Linked DNA regions of Rattus norvegicus: region 1 is linked to region 2. A link is a contact called in public Hi-C data. All regions are on one chromosome and are shown on one strand. The core of a region is the stretch at or near the end of the contact, and the rest is flanking DNA. Distances in the headings are between cores, read along the strand shown.

Region 1 (3,158 bases), core at 362-2,861, 300 kb before region 2:
TTCTTTAAAGACTCTGGCTCTGTAACAATTAATCTTTAGACTAAGCTTTCAGACTCAGATAACCCAAGGTTGTTAGGCAAATGCATTCTATTCATGATCTAAAATACACTGACACATGAACGACTGAACTAGCCAATCAGGAAAGCAAAATGAACTAGCAAGATGGTCCAATGGGTAAAGTGCTTGCCACGTAAGTCTGACAACCTGAGTGAGATCTTCAGATCCCACAAAAAGATGGAAGACCCAATATCACAAAAGTTGCCTCTACGCGCAACATAAATGGCTTGACAGGTACACAGACAAAGCACAGGTTCAAGCAAATAAACTTTAAAAAAAAGGAAAGCAAGAAAACTAAACCTATGAAATGAGAATGGACGCATATTCTTGTAATTTCCATATTCAGGAGGCTGAGGCAGAAGAACCAAGGGAGTTCAAAGCCTCCTAGATTACATAGGGACATCCCATCCAAAAAATTAATATACATGTATATATTTATATTACTTATATGTATGTAATTTGGATAATATATCCTGCAAATAATTTGGACGAGAGCAATTTTACATACCAAGAAAAATCAATTATTCTACCATACAGAATCCACACAACAAAACCCCAAATGTCTGTTCCAACTGAAACTCTAACACATCTACTTGTTAGTTCTGGCAAACTCAGGAAGATGAAGCACTGACTACACAGAAAGCACCTGGGTGAGGAGCTAGCAAATAAGTCACAGTACATTCTACCATCACTATTTCCAGTAGATACTTCAGCAAACCCCACTAAATAATGGTAACCCCTCTATAAAGTTCTTTACTTAAATGTACACGTCCCCAAGCATCAACACATAACATCTGCTCCCTATTTCCCACTGCATCCTTTCCTCAACCTTCTAAACCAGCTTCTTAATCCTGGACACGCAATCCACAGAGGATTTCAGTGAATTCATGAATCCTCTGAAGCTCTATGTATTTTTACTAAATTCTATGTGTTGAGAAAAATGTACATTTTCCACTGCTTCTATCAAATTCTCACCGAATAAGGGTATCTGAAGAGGTAAATAGCCGAATGGATGAATGAATGAGTGAATGAAGAGAGAATGACTGACTGGCTGAATGACTGGGTAAAAGAAAGGTCTAGAAAGGCACCCAATAAAATATCTTAGCCACTCTAATCTCTCCAGCACATAACTTTCCAGGACTTAGTAACCAATGTAGACACAGTTAAACACCTAATCCTGTACTGAAGATCTGGGTTCTGGTTTCACTTAACACAAAGCAAAATTCAAGATTTTCATGGGGATTCGGTCCTTTTGGATGTTCAAGCCATCATCAACACCCCAATTCTGAAGGCTAAGAAGTCAGAAATCGGTCGTCTGCTATCAGGCGTGGTGCGGATGAGTCAACTTTCAGCCGGCTTCTGGGTCATCGATTCCCTCTGATTCCTCCCATAAGCAAGCCCACCTTGCCCCGCCATCTCTGGCTTCTGCCCTCTTCCTAAGCACCCACTCACTACGGCAGAACCAGCCGCTCACCTGTCCGGAGCCACTCACCTGGACAGAGCCTTCCGCGCCCCACGGACAGCAGAGCTCAGCTCCGGCTTCCACAGCCAAGTCCACCTCAGCTCACAGTCGATTGGTCACTGCTCCAAAACGTCATTTCGCGGCGCCATGCTGTAACCAATCAGAGAGCGCTTCTCTGGCAGACACGAGAAAAATGAAACAGTCAGAAAAGTTGCGCCTCCATCTTTGAATGGGGCAAAGCAGTAGTTTCTCACCCTATAAACTTTAGAATGTAGAGTTCCATAGGCTACATACTTTCTCAAATATATTCTTAAAATTTTCTCCTGAATAGAACCTCGGCGCCTACGAGACCGTCATCCAAACGGATCCAGCACTTCTCAGGAGACCTCCTTGACACAACATGACGTCTGTTTGCCTAAGAGGGAAGTCCCTCTCATCACCTAGTTACCGGGAACCGAGAAAAGTGACGCGTAGCCCCAGAGGAAGCTGAAGTTGTCCAAGTTGTCCGGAAGAGGCCCTCAGCCTGAGGAAAGGGACTAAGAGGTGACAGAGTCTCGCCGCTAGTTGGTGTTCTTTTTCTGCTCAGCAGGTGCAGTTACTTTCTCACTTGCTGCTATGGTTTCTGTTCTCCATAAAAACTGTTTCTGGTGAACATCCTCCTGCCATTCCCCCGCAAGGAAATGAGTAACTAGGAACGGTCTTATTCAAGCCTTTAAGGAAACTAACAGAGTCCATATTGATGAGTAACACAACTTTCTGTGGCCGCCTCAATCATTTTACACTTTCTTACAAGTGGCATAGACAGGCAGTCAGACAGACAGGCAGACAGTCAGACAGATCAGCAAATTCAGCGTGTGTGTAGTGCCTGCTGAGGCCAAAAGAAGGCATAGGATCCTATAGAGTTAGTTACTGTCTGTTGTGAACCTCCTGATATGGGGGCTGGGAACTGAACTCCAGAAGTATACACTCAATTACTCAACCAACTCTTCATCTCCAAACTAAAATCCTACAGTTACAACGCTAAAACATGTTTAGACATCCAAAAAGTATCCATTAAATAACCCAATTTACTAGTAATGCAATAATACCATTTTCTTTACAACAGAGCCTAACTATGTAGGTTTGGCTGGCCTGGAACTCAGAGCTCCTTTTTCCTCTGTCTTATGCCTCCTGAATGCTGGGATTAAAATCACAGGCCATCACACGCAGCTAAATCAAAGTTTTTGAAGTCTACAAATCATAGGACTTAGTTTAAACAGATGTTACTATGAAATATTACTGTTCGCATTCAAAGCTTTTTAAAATAAATTTATATTTTTCATCATCTTACCATAATGTTAATGATGGCATATTTAAAACCTTAAGTATTTTGGGAAATGTAAAGTTGTCTCTTCCCAAGGAAAAATATTCAGGTAACATAAAATATACATGTTCATTATATCGAAAGATGAGAAAAAGAAGTAGCTTTCAAAATAACAAACACTAATGTAATGTGATTTTATTTGTCAAAGATTTCCCTTTCAGTTTTGAACCTGGATGATTTCTAGTAATTTCTATAAAATGGATTTTTTTTTAATTTCATGTTCAAAGTATAAAAGGTTGAATGTCCTTACTTGGGGAAATTTTAGAAGTATTTTAT
Region 2 (3,437 bases), core at 177-2,676:
CGCTGTTTCCACCTCTCCAAAAAGAAACTCTGTTCAGATGGCATGGTATGCTGAAGGATGCGGGTCACACTGGGTATCATGTTTCTTTGCAAAGGGATCTTCAAAGGACTTGAAGAACCATTTGTGTGTGGTTTCCCGTTTTTCTCTTCATTGAAGATAGGAAACCAGTGTTGTGGAACTCTTGCCTGCTGCTCTTGCTCTGGAACTTTACACTTACTCACAGGACCATAGAGTACATCATCTTCCTTGAACAATGACTCTGGAGTCTGGACTGGGCCTCTGGACAAGACAGAACGTACTAAACGACAGTACTTTGCTTGGTCTACTGCTTCGTAAGAGCTTTTTTTCTTTTGGCTACACAAATAAGAGGAAGTGGAGAAACTCACAGGAGGGCTTGGTTTTACAGGAAATCTGTTTAAAAGTCTAAGCAGCCTGCAGATGGGCAGAAGCGGTTTCATTTTTAGACTTCGCCCCTCTTACTTTTCTCTAGTCTGTACTGTTTAAAAGTGTGCTGTTCTTATCTAAAAAAAAAAAAAAAAAAAAAGAGGTGGAGTTAGGTTTAAGACGTTTGATATATCAGAACCATCAAATTGAAAACCACACAAAAACAAACATTTAAAGTGCAGACACTAAACTTTTGACATTTCAAAATACAAAAAATTCATTCCCAAGAAAGATTCATCAAAATCAGAAGCAGCAGCATTTGTTTCTTTCTTTCTTTTTTTTTTTTTTTTCGGAGCTGGGGATCGAACCCAGGGCCTTGCGTTTGCTAGGCAAGCGCTCTACCACTGAGCTAAATCCCCAACCCCAGCAGCATTTGTTAAACGTTAATGTGTTGGCTGTTTTGGACGTGATACCCTAAATCTTTCATCTAAATATACGTGACAAGACCTGGAGGCATAGGCCAGGAAATTTAGTACTTGGGAGGCTGAGGCAGTATGAATTTGAGTCTTAAGGTTAGCTTGGCTTTGTCTGTAGAAACAAAGCAACTACAAAACCCCCCCAAACAAAACTCACAAGTCTCAATTAACAGTTTACCAATATCTATATACCAAACTCTTTACTAAATATTCTGAATGGGCATCTCTCATCTATTCCTCACACTCTTTAAAATGGGTGCTTCTGTGACCCCGTGTCGCAGGTGTCTGTAAGGCCCATCACCATTGATTCCGGAAAGTTGATCTCTCTGCAGGTTTCTCCCATGGCTGGGACAGAACAACCGTGGCTCTTCGTGCGGGAATTTGGACAGAAAAGAGACTATTTAAATACAAGCTCGGCCTGCTGCAGGGTTCTATTTGTACCTGAGATGCCACCATGCTTTTACACCCACACCGCAAACAACCTCTCGGGACCCGTACTTTTATCAGTCCCGCGCTTTCCCAAAGCGAGGCGGCCCCAGCATGCACCGCGGCGTTCACGTCTCACCCGAGAGGCGCTCTTCCTCTGAAGCAGAAGCGTGGGCACCGTCAAGCCGCGCGTTTTCGCTCTCACGAGATCTTGCGTACGTCACCGCCGGTCGCCATCTTGGACTCTGGCTGAGCAATAAATTCCCCTTGCCGCTGTGCGCGCTCTTTCTCGAGGCGTGCCTCGCTGGGAGAGGGTTCGGACCCTGCGTCCCCGTCCCGGCCCTACAGTGCTGGTGTCCGCGTGGCACGGAGCGAGGGTAGGCCCCGCGTTGCTTCTTTGCCCGGCTCCAAGATGGACGGAGCGGGGACGGGGGAGGCCGCTCTGGGGGAGCACGTGGCGTGCTACTGGCCTGCGCCCGGGGCTGCTGGGATGGTGGCGGAGTCCAGCGGCCTCCAGCCGCCGTCCGGCAGGGAGGCCGGCGGAGGCGGGGCCGCGGCCGCCCCTGAAAGGCGCCCCGGCGGCGGCCCAGCCTCTTCTTTCCTCGCACAGCCAGACGGCCCCTGCTCGAGGCCCGCGTCGCCATGGCCGCGGTTCCCGAGTTACTGGAGCAGCAGGAGGAGGATCGCAGCAAGGTGAGATCCTCCCTTCCTGGTTAACTGGGCTGGAGGTCCTGCTGGCCTCCCAGGGCTGGTTGTCCCTTTTCTGGGGTTCGGGCTGTTGGCGGTCCACAGCAAGGGAAGGGTTTGCAAGACCCGGAGGTTTTCCCCCACCCCTTTATAAATGCTTTCCAGTGGTGTCTCAGTTCACCCTCATTCTCTGACCAAGGAGAACTAGACGAGTGGGACCCCACTTCTTGAGCGCTTGACAGACGCTCTGCCAGTCATTCGACTGAGGCTAATGCTCTGAAATCCTTAGGAGCGTGTTTTTTAAAGGCTCCTAAAACTTAAATCGACTTGGTAATTGCAAAGTGGATCGGAGTTTTGTTTGCGGTTCCTGTCTCCTTTTAAGAAAATGGTTTTTCCGTTTAAAATAGTGGGGAAATTTCAATCGACAATCTGTAGCATGTTTTTTTGCAACTTAGAAAACCTAAATGTGTCTTCGTGGAAGTTGTAATTTTTAGTAAATCCTGTCTGTTGATGTAATCCTCAGGCTGCAGATATCTTGAGGACTAATGCAATAAACGGAGATTGCTATATAGGTAATAAAGGATTCTACTTTTATTGGCCTTTAAATTTGAATTTTCCCATCCGTACAGGTAGGTTATGGGTCAGTTTGTGGGCAAAATTGTCAGTAATGCAGGATAATGCAGGAGTTCTTAGGTTTTTCATAAGGACTGAATTTAGATTTTTAAAAAGTATCTTTGAATGAGCAAACTTTTTATCTAGTAAGCAAATTCGGGTCTGGAGCACCGGTTGGATTGTTCCAACAAGGGTATTGTATTGAAATAGAGCTTTGTGCGAGATGTTTTATTTCTTTACACTAGAATTTTCTTTCCCCTGGCGTGTATAATAGGTACTGGGGAGGGAGAGGCCCTGATGGCTGTTTTTTCCTCCTCCTTTTCTGGTACCCCTGTTTGTGTAGGTTGGAGCAGAATCATTTAGCTATGTAAAATCACTTGATCTCTACATTAACTGCCAGTAGAATTTTTTTTTTTTAAGTTCATCACCGATCAGCAAAAATGGACATTATTACAGGGGAGAAAATTACAACTTTCGCTTTTTCCTTTTGAGTTAAATATTGAGATAAATTACTGGTTTTAGCACATGGTTTCAATTTTGTTATCTGGTCTCTACTAGACTGGCAGATCATGTCTAGATGGCAGAAGTTATTTGAAGGAAATTTGGTATGTGTCAAAAGGGAACTGGAGTCCAACTTGGACAAATTTGTCAACTAATATATTTTGCAATTTTATTTAAATGCTCAGATAGATTATTTAGCTTGGAAGTTTTATGAAGATTGGATTCTTGAGGTTGCTCTAGTGACCAGGATCTAGTCCCTGGAGTTAAGTGATTCTAAAGACTTTGGGGTGGTAGTGGTGGTGAGAATAAAACTCCCTTTATCTCTGAGCTAGCACTGAGGATTTTGAATGC

The links. Hi-C and Micro-C count contacts between places; a contact is called where the count stands out from the background.
Region 1: a contact with region 2 is called in a Hi-C map of liver, with 6 times the contacts expected there. The contact joins the promoter of Sec23b here to the promoter of Mgme1 in region 2. A contact is called at or near these places in 2 of 12 Hi-C or Micro-C datasets (kidney and liver).

What each region holds. Positions count from the first base shown.
Region 1 is chr3:152,391,136-152,394,293 of GRCr8, reverse strand. It overlaps Sec23b (Sec23 homolog B, COPII coat complex component), which reads right to left and starts at 1,611. Exons shown (of 20, transcript NM_001277235.1): 1 at 1,550-1,611. It also overlaps a transcript of Rbbp9 not described here.
Region 2 is chr3:152,092,642-152,096,078 of GRCr8, reverse strand. Mgme1 (mitochondrial genome maintenance exonuclease 1) reads right to left here and starts at 1,426. Exons shown (of 5, transcript NM_001009655.1): 1 at 1,359-1,426; 2 at 1-521. The coding sequence starts at 458. It overlaps Snx5 (sorting nexin 5), which reads left to right and starts at 1,571. Exons shown (of 14, transcript NM_001399298.1): 1 at 1,571-1,663; 2 at 1,897-1,979. The coding sequence starts at 1,929. LOC134486457 (a long non-coding RNA gene) reads left to right here and starts at 1,986. Exons shown (of 2, transcript XR_010065415.1): 1 at 1,986-2,545.